Regions from separate parts of the Mus musculus genome. Here all the other regions are linked to region 1. Evidence: chromatin contacts called from public Hi-C, Micro-C and promoter capture Hi-C data. All regions are on one chromosome and are shown on one strand. Each heading gives the region's core, a stretch centred on a gene start, on an enhancer-like site or on the middle of the called end of the contact. The rest is flanking DNA. Distances are from core to core; before and after follow the strand shown.

Region 1 (2,700 bases), core at 180-2,679:
GGGGAAAACCATCCTGCCTTGGCTGAAATGTTCTTATTAGAGAGATTTAATGTTGGTGTCATTTCACTCTTTCCTTCTTGGAAAATAAGAGGAAACTTTTAATAAATCAGATTGGAAAGGACTGAGCAGAGCTACAACATCCTTTTCATAATTAAAAAAAAATGCTTCCATGATTAGAACTATCAACTATATTTCCAGATAAACTAAATGCACATGAAAGGTTATTTGACACTTTTATTTTCACACCCTGTGGGGGGGGGGGACAACTTTAAAACTGGTTATAATAAATAATAAAACAGAAAGGAAAAAAAAACAAATACCAGCAAAACCCTACATTTTAAAATCCCCGACTGGAAACCAGAGTCAGCCAAACTCTACTATCACCTGAGCAGCCACAGAGTAAAAGGAGCCAACTCTGTGGGGACCACAAGAGCTTAGGGAAGACGGTTAGTATATGAATATGTCTTACATGTGAAGCATCAAGTCCACATATAAATCTCGATTTTGTTGTAAAGTTGATTGCTTGCTAGTTTAAGACTTCCCATAAACAATGTCAATATATCTGTTTAAAAAGAACAAACCATCATACAAACACCACTAATCAGATTAAACTCTGGAGGTCTATTTTGACAAAATCATTTTATAAAAATGTACAAATCAAGCCCTTAAAATTCTACATAAATAGGGTACACTGGCTTACTCATGCCTCATTTTTTGTACAATATTCATGTTAAATTTCCGTTATATTCTGGAAGTATTTTAACATTTGGAAACATAGAGAAACTGGCAATTCAGAACTACAGCTCAAACTATGACTTTTCTTAAGCTATAGCTCTCCTCTTCACAGGGAGAAACCCAAATGCTTTACAAAGGTAGAGAGCAAGAGGAAACTGTTCCATCAGTGCACATTTTAATCTCTTACAAATGAACCGGATCATGAAAGAGTCCTGAGTGTTATTTGTAACGCTCACAAATACAAGCTATCAGTCCTCGGCAGGCAACTGTATGTTTGAAACAATAAAGGAGGCAGAAACACTCCTTGAGAGGGGCAAGGGAGGGACAGTGTGCAAAATCAGAGGTCATTGTTGAGGCCTGTACCCTCAACCTGAGGCTCCACGCAAGGTTTCATAGCACTCTTCCTTCCAGATACTCAATAACTTCCCTGTTTAAACTGCTCAAATTCCAGAATTCCTGGTTTTAAATCACGATGGAAAAGTCTGGAGAGAATTGAATTAGAATGGCTCAGGATAGCCTTTCTAAATGCAGGAGTGTTGGGGGGGGGGGGAGAACACAAGCGAGCACATACTTAAATTTGTTTTGTTTTAACTCAGACCTTCTGCATTCCAAAATTGTATGCCTCTGACTAATATAAACCGTTGTTATAGAGAAGCAGTTAAGGGGAGGGGGGGAGAGCCAGGGAGAAGGAATGGGGGAGTGGTAATGGTAACACACAGTACCATGAGCTGCAGAGGCCTCCCAGTCAGTGGTGCAAGGTTAACAGAGCAGTCCCGCTGGCCTTCAGGCAGACAGCAAAAACAGCCTGGGGAAAGGGGGACAGGGATGGCGGCCAGGGAGGGGGAGCCCTGCTTGGGCAGTTTACACAAGGCAGCTCAGCTCCTTTCTGGCTCATTCCTCCTCTCTATCTGCCGGCCTCTGTGTGTGTGTCTTGTCATATTTTCTTCAGCTGCTAATTGTCCGGACTACAAGACTTTAAACAGCCACAGTTGAAGAAAAAAAGTGAAACCCTTCTAAGTGACCATCAGAGCAAATCAGCTTCATGCTGATGGGTAAAATTTTCCAAGGGAAGTGTCCTTCTGATAGTTCCTGCGCCTCCAAGTCACCCCACCCCCAACCCCACCTCTGCCACACACACTCCCCTGGAGGGCTAAATGCACTGTGGCAATAAAACATTCATGCGACTTGGAATTTTAACACAATGCCATTTCCCTAGTTTAACCTGAAAGGAATGCACTAGTCACAACAGACTACATCATCCTGCCATTAAACCCTGCCAAGGAACCACTTTTTGGCCATGCTGGGCCAGCTTTGACGGGAAAGGAGTACACAGACCCACACACTGAGCACAGAGGGGCCACCTCTGCTTCCTCAGCCTTATCCAGAAACACCCTGCCCTTGAACATGACTCCTGACCTCTTGCATTGTGACTGGCTTGGGAGGCATGTGTCACCCTGGAACTTCTGTACAGCCACACACTGAGCAGGCCATTTGTGGATCCCTCTGAACAAGTCCTTGGGCAGATGCCAGCATCCTCTCTTATTACTACTGCTACCATTCAGGACCCTATGGCTTCGCAGAAGGAGGCTTTCTCCTGGGCTAGATAATGCTGTGAGATGCTGTGGGGCTTACTTTCCTCTGTTTTGTGCTTTTTTAAGAAACAAACTTCACTTTGCATTCATAATTAGGTTATGATTACTGACATGACCATTTGCTTTGGGGACTCCTTAGCGAAGGTGCCAGTTCTTTCACATTTAAGTGACATTTAATTTAGACTTACAAAATACAAAACAGAAATAATTCTGATGTCTCCTGACAATTTTAGAAGAAAATTTTTAGAAGAAAAAAAAAAATCAAAGGTGAAGAATTCTAAAACACGAAGTTAACCATATCACATAGCTAAAGCCTTATCACAACAGAAGCAAGCAACTGTACCGGATTTAAATCTGAACTTCTTGACTCATT
Region 2 (2,928 bases), core at 167-2,666, 120 kb before region 1:
CGTTAGCAAGATATAAAAATTTATGATGTAATAAAATGCAATAAAATGATAAAGTAGTGAGCCTATCAAAGTATTCACACGCAGAAGGAGAGGTGTGAAGATAAGCAAGGGCAGCTCTTCCTCAGTTTAATCTCTTTGGTTTTCAACACATAATGCACTGCTCTCTACTTCTCAAAAACCGGGAAGCTCTAGTGAGACTTCACAGTGGTCTGGGATAAAGTTGTCTGGAGTAACTTTGTCTCTGCTTCTGTTCAAATGAGGCCCACACAGCTGCCCTAGAGTTCTTGGACGAGGAGACTGCCCCTGAAGAGCTCTGGGCCTCACAGCCAAGATAAACCGGTACAAAACTCCACTCTGAAGCACACCCCCTTCCACACTGCACTTTGAAAGACTCTGTTTTTGTCTCTGAGATGGGGTCTCAAGTATTCCAGGCTGTGCTCAAACTCACCATGAAGCTGAGAATGACCATGAATGGCTGATTCTCCTGCCTCTACCTCCCAAGGGCTAAAACTCTTAGACAGTCTCATGACTGTTCATGTTTAGAATTACCGCATTGACTACATAGGATTTGAGCTAAAATGCTTATGCCAGAACATTAGGGTAACTCCCCACTCATTTTATCTTCCTTCAAGCCACTGTGATATTTAGGCGCATTCCTATTATTATTTGAATTTGCACATAAAAGAACCAGAACACAGGAAATACATTAGTCTGCCTACAGCTATCTTTTAACTAGTCAACTTTGATATATCTGTTATTTTGATTCAGTAATTAAAACAACTAACACTTCACCAGGCTTTTACTATGTACAAATCATATAGATATCTTCACAGAAAAAAAAAATGAGAAAAACTTAATTAAATAACCTGGAAATGGTTCCAACAGTCAGAGCTAGAACAAGCTGCAAGCTCCTTATTCAACAGCTGTCCCTTTAACTCTCTCTCTAGCATCCTCCCTTTAACTGATGTAGAGCTTTGTCACAGTCTGAGAAAGAGAGTTCTGAAAACGTCAGTTTCACCCAGGAAGCCCCTGACCAGTAAATCAGCACTGACAGTACTTAGGACACAAGATCTTGCAACACTCATCCTGCATCACGTGACAACATATCTGAGAAGCTAGCAGGCAGATGGCCCAGGACTTTGAAAAGGAGGCACTGTTTGAACGATGCTAAAAGAAAATTGAAGGAGTTTAAAGCAACATGCAGAAGGTGGGTAGGCTGAGAAAGCAAGGGAACCCGCAGCTGAGGGATGCGATGAGAGAGCAGCCAGAGCCATTAATCAAGCACAGGCCTTTACATCAGGATGTCCTCCCTTTATGGCTTATCAGCTCCAATCAGGGAGGAGAGGAGAGAGGCAGGAGAGGGCACTGTGCCCCCAGGTCAAGCAACAGTCTCCTGTGCCAGGCAGGAAATGGCTTTGTTTTCACTCAAGTGAAGCAAGTACAGAAATGTTCAAGGACTTTCCTCATGGAGACAGCAGAACAGAATGCCGGGACAGCAAAAGCTGGTTCCTCTAAGGAAAGGATCTGAGGCTAGGCACAGCCAGGTTCTGGAACACTGTAACAATCTAGAAGCATTTTCTTAAATGGCCAACCTTCCACCTTTGGTCAGACTATCATCACTGCACTATGCTAAGAAGCACCCAGCCTAGTAGTGTGCTGTTACAGTTCACCAAGTCCTAAACACCTGCTAAAAATGTTCTTCCAAAGTACAATTGCTGACAGACCTTCTCCATGTCAGTTAGAGTAAGGCCAGAGCTGTGCTGTGGGTGAATATGTGAGAACATTATCTTCCTGTAACAAAGGAAAGTCCGGTTTTCTTCTCAGTGTGCTATGTATCCTGGGAAGTCTATACATGATTCCAGACAGTGCTGTCAAGTCTCTCAGAATGAACAGGAGAGCACAGACACTTCAGACATTTTATTGCTGAGGATGGGAGACTTTCCAATGTGAAGAAGAAAACTGGCTGAGGAAGATGAGCCACAGCTACGGAGACACAAGATAGGTAGGGGCTGATGGCAAACTCCTTTCATAGATATTTACATAAATTGTAAGCTTAACACAGACTGAGACAAATAATAAAGACATTTGACCTCTCATATGGAAGTATTGACTTTGATCTGTCCTGTTCAAGTCTTTATAAGGCACCATGTCTACAATAAACTTGTGGAATTTGTAAACAGAATTCCAAGAGCGCCTGATTCAAAATGTAAGACAAACATAACCAAGAGTTTTGATTATAGAATGCCTTGGATCCTAGGTTAAAATTTCATTTTACATACTGAGTCTTAATAGAAACTTAATTGACATTTATGAGTTTAGTAAATAAAAACAGGAAATCCAGCAACATCTATGTGATGTACACTTACATTAAAAAAAACTACAACTTTTTTTTGGTGGATATTTTATACTTTCCATTTAAGTAAGGGCCTCTAGTCTACGAAGACCTATTAAGTAAAAGGGGAGAATGCAAACTTAATGAGACTGAGAACAAAAATCACTTTCTGCTGATTATACAAGATTTAGAAGTAGGGCTGGAGAGGTGGATCAGCAGGTAACTACACACACTACTCTTGCAGAGGACCCAAGTTTCATTCCCAGCTCCCACGTAGGAAGGCTCATAACTGCCTGTAATTCCAACTTGGGGAGATCCAGTGTCCTGTTTTGGCTTCCACAAGCACCGGAACTCATAGTCTTCCACTCCAACTGCAATAGTGTGTGTGTGTGTGTGTGTGTGTGTGTGTGAGATGTATGCACACACATATTCTTTTAAAATTAAATCTTTACAAGAAATGCTGTAAACAGTGACCTATATAAGCAATAAGGCTCGCAGCATAGTAAATCATAAAGTAGGATGGTAAATGACTCTAACTTAACTCTACTGTCCTTGCATTTCATGTGTCACAGGATCCAAAGTCCACGGGAAAATGC
Region 3 (2,881 bases), core at 275-2,774, 66 kb before region 1:
GATTGGATTCCAAAGTCCGATTTACACCTCAGCCTAGCTCTGTGCTGCTCTCAGTTCCCCTTGTTTCTGGCTCAGTCTACTAACTCTGTGTCAATTGTTCACTGGCCACCTTTCTTCTGTTCCCTTTCTCCCTAATCAGGCTTCCAGAGGTCAATGGTCCCCCCTAGAAATGAGTACAAAGTGCTGAAGTATTCCCTGCCATGAGTCATCTTAATAGATACTCTAGTGGCGGCCTGTGGCCCAGCAGTGAGTCCGGAAAGCAGAGCTTTTAATAAAGCAGCACTTGCACACGCTCACAGCCCCATTAATTTAATACCTGCCGCTTGTTTACCAAACAGCACAGGCATGTCTCCGTGTCGATAACTTCCCAGTGACAGTGAGGCGACTGAATGTGGGCAGGGAACAGATGCACCTTTTTACGCTCTGTTAAACCATGTCACAGACTACAGCCCCTGAGCGCATTCCTTTATTTATGCTGTAGCCAGTTGAGCTAATTGTCAGAGACAGACCTGGTTCTAATTCTGCAGAGTGCCGCAACTGCAGGAGCATATGTGCTGAGGCATGAACGGTGCAGAGCTCTAAAAGGAAACGGTTAGAAAACGGAGTCAGAGGGTGGACGCATAATCTGCCAATAGACTACCCACAAAGACTTCAAAAATGTCACCTTTGCAATAGTAGATTAGGAGAGAGGGGGCAAAGGTACAGCGTTGGGAGGATTCAAAGGAACGTGAATTTGAAAGCAAATGCCTATGCACAGACAATACACCATCTGCAGAATCCACTCTACTGTGGCTGTAGTTCACCCTATGCAGGTGTGAAACACTCAGTCTCAAAGACTACCCCATAGAGGGCTAAGGGGCGACACAGTGCAGCCCAGCGGCTCTGCACAACCCCAGTAACAAACACTGCAAACACCCTAGTCCAACTCTATTAGTGACAAAAATATTTGAAAGACTCATTCATCCACCCATAAACTCTAGTGAGCTTGGACAAAGGAACTCCCGTTTATTGTTCTCCACATATCCTGTGGTATTAGCAGTGTTTCTTATTAACTGCAATACCACACTCATATTTTATCAGTAGCGAGAGTTCACTCCAGTTAAAAGTTCTTCACCCGTCATGGACATTTTTCAGCAAATTAATATCTTTTACTTGCATGACTTCTCTTCATATTACAGTTTGGGGTTTAAATGGATCATGATACTTTGCAGAAAGGGGAAAAAAAAAGACAAAAAGAGCTTAGTGTTGATAATTTTTACTACTTATGACTAAATGACCTCAACTGAAGAATAAAAAATTAAGTCATTTGTCTTATGAGGTACAGAGGACATTTTATGGTGAACAATTTAACTAATAATGGGTTGGGGCCAGTCCTTAACAAGTCACATGCTTCCATTGTCCCTTCACCCTCTGCTTATGTTTTTACCACATCCTAACAAAAACATGACCAGAACTGGTGAAAACCATACGGTTCCAACTAATGAATCACATAGTTTCCCGCAAGTACAGTAAGTACTACCAGCTGTGTGACAGTCTGACTTTGGCACTGGAACCAGTGCCGAAAAGGCAGGCCCATTTGAACGCAGCTGTATTGAAAAACCACAAGCAATGTAAGTGTGTCTGCCTGCTCGGGGCGGCTCTGTCTCTGCTCTGTCCTTAGAAAATGCCAGGCATCTTGTTTAGAAAAAGTCTCAGGAATTACAGAGATAAGGAGAAAACCCCACAAAATGTAAAAACATACTGTTTTCAGAAAATGTCACTTTGTAAAGCAGAATGCCATAAGAAAGCAATAAAAGGAGCGGATGTGGACACATACAGAGACACATGTGGGACGGGTCACATGCCTTGACTGAAGGTGGCCTATATACATGTATCTGAGTAAGAGAGGGGACAGAGTGGGCAAGGAATGACAGTAAACACGGATGCTCACCGACAGACACACTCTCTCTCTCTCTCTCTCCCCCCCCCTCTCTCTCTCTCTCTCTCTCTCTCACACACACACACACACACACACACACACACACACACACACCTGAAACCACACAGAGAAAACAACACCCAGACTTTTCAACTGATGTCTCACTAGTGACCGCATGAATTCCTACTATTTAAATTTGCCCTTCACACAAGAGTAAGTTTCACTTGTAAATCAAGAGCATTCTGGAAAAAAAAAAAAATAAAGCAACCTCCCTGGCAAGCTGAAGGTATTTTTACATGCACGCACTTTTTCTTGCTGCACACCATCATTCCCATGAATAAATATCACTGAAAGGGAGAGATATGCTCCACTTTCCTAATCTAGACGTGTTAATGTGGAAAAAGCAGAAATCGTTTTTAAGTGTCTGTTGTGACAAGGCAGTAGCTGTTACATTTCACTATTACTTAGTGATTGGTAGTAGGGTTAAGTATCAAGCTGAGAAAAACAAATACCTAGGGATATTGTTTTCCACTAAGTCTCAACTAAAAACGAATAATAACAACGGTCAAACACTTTATTTGTTGGCTAGCGTTTTAAATACAAGGAAGCCAGTGTAGGACTAACGGAAAGGTCTGCCTTTGATGTTTGCTTTTATCGCCTAATTAGCCAAACACGTTATTTTTAGCTTGTGTCAAAAAGACGCTTGGTTCAGCAGTAATCTAATCCAAAAGTCATAACAACACTACATCTTCTTTTTTTGTTTATACCACAGTTCTATGGATATTTTTTGTTTGTTTTTATGCAGCTAAGAATTGCCACATGAAGTGCAACTTTGACCCTTGGGATTTAAATTCATTCTTAGTGAATTCAGGTGCACTTGGTGAGGGCCAGGTCCAAAGCAACCGTTCATCAAATCTATCACTAGAGCTGGCTCGGGCCAGAAAGATGGCACCACACCTTCCT
Region 4 (2,700 bases), core at 19-2,518, 100 kb after region 1:
AATAAGAGCACATAAATCCATGACAAACCGACTAGATCCCTAGACATAAAGAACCAAACAAAATATAAAAATTGTGTGGAGAATACCAATCCATTAGTACTACAGGTTATTCATGAAAAGAGAAGACATTTAAAATGGACTTTTATGCAGAAGCGTAGCTAAGAAGTAGGGTCCTGGCTAACATACACATGGGCCTGGGTTATGGCTCTCTGGAACAACAAAAATCAAAGACAAAAAGACTTTAGAAGCTTAGGATGAACTCTTCCAAGAGCAGAGATGAGGATGCAGAGGAGAGAAGCGTTGTATTGTGCTGAAGGGATACCTAAAGCAGAAGTCATACAGCTAGTGTAGCAGATAGGAGGGCAAACAGATGCAGTAGGAAAGTCATCCAAGGACCACAGCGGGCAAAACTCACACTCTATACAATGCTTGAGGAAAATGGCAGCATTAACAAACCTGATGTTTGTATAGAAGCTGTGGAGTGACAAAAGGCAAGATGAACAGCAGTAAAGAGTTTACACAATGAAGGCTGGTAAGGGTACCTCTCTCTGCGGGAGGCCAGCCTAGGTAGATTCGAAAGCCACAGCAATCTAAGTTCTACAGCCATGCCAAGGATAAGCATTTGAACTCTCAGCAATGAGCAGTGACTGAATCGTTCACTTTTCTTATAACATAATGCTCTGGTTAGCCATAATGTGTAGGTGCAGTTGTTACCATCCCTTTTAACTCTAAAGATTTGTACTATCAGCTTTGTATCTGGATCTTACTTTGAAAGACTCCTCTCTATCAACTCAACTGTTACTGGTTCACAGATTTGATAGAGTGACATTTTCTTGTAAGTAAGACAGAATTATCCTACAGCTCACATATCAACCCAAAGGCAGATGTGGAATCTTGGGTTCTTATTTCTAATATGGATTAATAATATTCTGGAAGAATTAATGGGCATATCTAGAATACGTTAAAGGAAAAGGTAAAAATGCCCCTATTGTCTCCTTCCTTCTTAGCTGTATTTGTTATTTTTCATGATTAATTAAAATGCAGTTAAACTTTAAGCAAATATTTTCACTTTCCCTTCTCTTAATTACCCCACTGCTGGTAGGGCTGCATAAGTTTTGCCCTGGGTTAACGCTGGAGTGCAGCCTAATCACTCGCTTGAGACAATGTTCTGGCCAAGGAAAGCAAAAGCCAGTTGTCCCTTGTGTTTGAACAATACGCAAGACACTTCCAGTAAGACCTCCTTGTACCCAATACTGGTTCTGATGAACACTTCAGTCCTGATTTATGTCGGAGATCTTGAGCGTTTGCCATATTACCACTGTGAGCTTAAGAACATGAACCTGAGTCACGAGAACTCAGATGTCCAGTCTGCAGGGAAGAATGGGAACACTGGTGCTAGCCCTGAGTAAATGGCGACAACCTTCCTCTGAGTTATCTGTTCTAAAGCAACTGTCATGTCTTTCTGATGTTTTCTACACATAAAGTATACAGCCACAATGAGCGTGTAGAAAAGCTGGGGAAAAACACACATGTAGAATTCGGTGCCAATACCATTATTAAGTGATTATAAGAATAAAATAAAAATGCTAAGAAATTGAGAGAACCTAACACATAAAACATATGAAACTCAAGGCCAGATGCAGAGCAAGCTTCGCAACCGTCAGTCACAGCAACACGAGTGTGAGTGTGCGGCCTCTTTTTCCTTAAGTGGCTCAACTCTAAACTCCTAGACTCAAGTGTGTAGCTTCACATGTGTGGTCTAAAGATGCTCACAGCACTTTCCTTATCCTATAATTAAATCTCGTAATAAAAGCATAGTGCTCTGAAGAGGGAATTCAGGGGCAGCTGGTAAGTTTCACTGGAAATGATCTCATCTGCTAACCATCCAGGACTCCCCAAAGTTTGGAAGCCTTCTTGTGTCACTTGCCACTAACAAGGAAATGAGAGGGTAGGGAGGCACCTTCCCCCTGAGAGAAATTTTACTGCGTTCTAGGTCAGTATTTCACCTTAGATACAAAATGCACATAGGCAGGACACTCTGATCCCAACTTGAAAATTCTAACCACTGCCTTCTACTGAGGTAAAGCAAGCATTTGTATAAACAGCATGCAAACTGGTGGGTGTTTGTTAGTGTTCCAAGGACTAAAGGAATAAAAACCTCCGCTACCGGGGTCACTCATGCTTGCCTTTCTTCTCTCTCTCTCTCTCTCTCTCTCTCTCTCTCTCTCACACACACACACACACACACACACACACACACACCACATCTAGCCATCTCTTAAGGCAACTGGCTATCCTATGAACTGACCTTCCTACAGCAATAGTCCTAAACCTTCCTAACGCTGCAACCCTTTAATACAGTTCCTCATGTGGTGATGCCTAACCATAAAATTATTTTTGTTGCTCTTTCATAACTATAGTTTTGTCACTGTTATGAATTATAATGTAAATAATTGTGTTTCTGTGATGGTGTAAGGCTACTCCTGTGAAAGGGTCACTCAACCCCCAAAGGCATCACGACCCACAAGTTGAGAACCATGGATCTAGTGGCAATAATGTAGAGAAAATGACAACAATTTTAAATACGGCAGGAAAAAGTCTACCTCACTAATGCCACAAACTCTTTCTTATTGTGTGAAAAATATTTTAAAATCACAGGTGAGAACACCTAGCACTGCCTATTTAAACTCTGATTTCTCA

The links. A called contact is a pair of places that touch in the nucleus more often than the background predicts. Capture Hi-C pulls out chosen DNA fragments and counts their contacts.
Region 2: a Hi-C map of uterus shows a contact between it and region 1, with 2.3 times the contacts expected there. The contact joins two enhancer-like sites. A contact is called at or near these places in 2 of 39 promoter capture datasets (3T3-L1-derived adipocytes and epiblast stem cells), 1 of 15 datasets of contacts at CTCF or cohesin (the NIH/3T3 cell line), 4 of 484 Hi-C or Micro-C datasets (embryonic fibroblasts and uterus) and 1 of 9 other capture datasets (adipose tissue).
Region 3: a Micro-C map of muscle stem cells shows a contact between it and region 1, with 7 times the contacts expected there. The contact joins two enhancer-like sites. A contact is called at or near these places in 1 of 39 promoter capture datasets (the 3T3-L1 cell line), 3 of 484 Hi-C or Micro-C datasets (embryonic fibroblasts, muscle stem cells and uterus), 1 of 115 datasets of contacts at active chromatin or transcription factors (kidney) and 2 of 9 other capture datasets (adipose tissue and pancreatic islet).
Region 4: a promoter capture Hi-C map of adipose tissue shows a contact between it and region 1. The contact joins two enhancer-like sites. A contact is called at or near these places in 1 of 39 promoter capture datasets (the HPC-7 cell line), 1 of 484 Hi-C or Micro-C datasets (nephron progenitors), 1 of 115 datasets of contacts at active chromatin or transcription factors (embryonic stem cells) and 1 of 9 other capture datasets (adipose tissue).

Annotation. Positions count from the first base shown.
Region 1 is chr4:84,521,907-84,524,606 of GRCm38.p6, forward strand. The region is part of intron 3 of Bnc2 (basonuclin 2); the gene reads right to left. Among named protein-coding and RNA genes, the nearest start is that of Bnc2, 150 kb to the right of the region's middle. Within about 2 kb of position 1,430, at least 124 of the 459 cell types and tissues checked have an H3K27ac peak or open chromatin away from gene starts, as enhancers often do. A contact at or near this core is called in adipose tissue, embryonic fibroblasts, muscle stem cells and 1 more, where this site is marked.
Region 2 is chr4:84,406,340-84,409,267 of GRCm38.p6, forward strand. All of the region lies in intron 4 of Bnc2 (basonuclin 2), which reads right to left. Among named protein-coding and RNA genes, the nearest start is that of Gm33597, 190 kb to the left of the region's middle. Within about 2 kb of position 1,417, at least 31 of the 459 cell types and tissues checked have an H3K27ac peak or open chromatin away from gene starts, as enhancers often do. A contact at or near this core is called in adipose tissue and uterus, where this site is marked.
Region 3 is chr4:84,456,232-84,459,112 of GRCm38.p6, forward strand. The region is part of intron 3 of Bnc2 (basonuclin 2); the gene reads right to left. Among named protein-coding and RNA genes, the nearest start is that of Bnc2, 220 kb to the right of the region's middle. Within about 2 kb of position 1,525, at least 49 of the 459 cell types and tissues checked have an H3K27ac peak or open chromatin away from gene starts, as enhancers often do. A contact at or near this core is called in embryonic fibroblasts, muscle stem cells and uterus, where this site is marked.
Region 4 is chr4:84,626,578-84,629,277 of GRCm38.p6, forward strand. The region is part of intron 1 of Bnc2 (basonuclin 2); the gene reads right to left. Among named protein-coding and RNA genes, the nearest start is that of Bnc2, 47 kb to the right of the region's middle. Within about 2 kb of position 1,269, at least 9 of the 459 cell types and tissues checked have an H3K27ac peak or open chromatin away from gene starts, as enhancers often do. A contact at or near this core is called in adipose tissue, where this site is marked.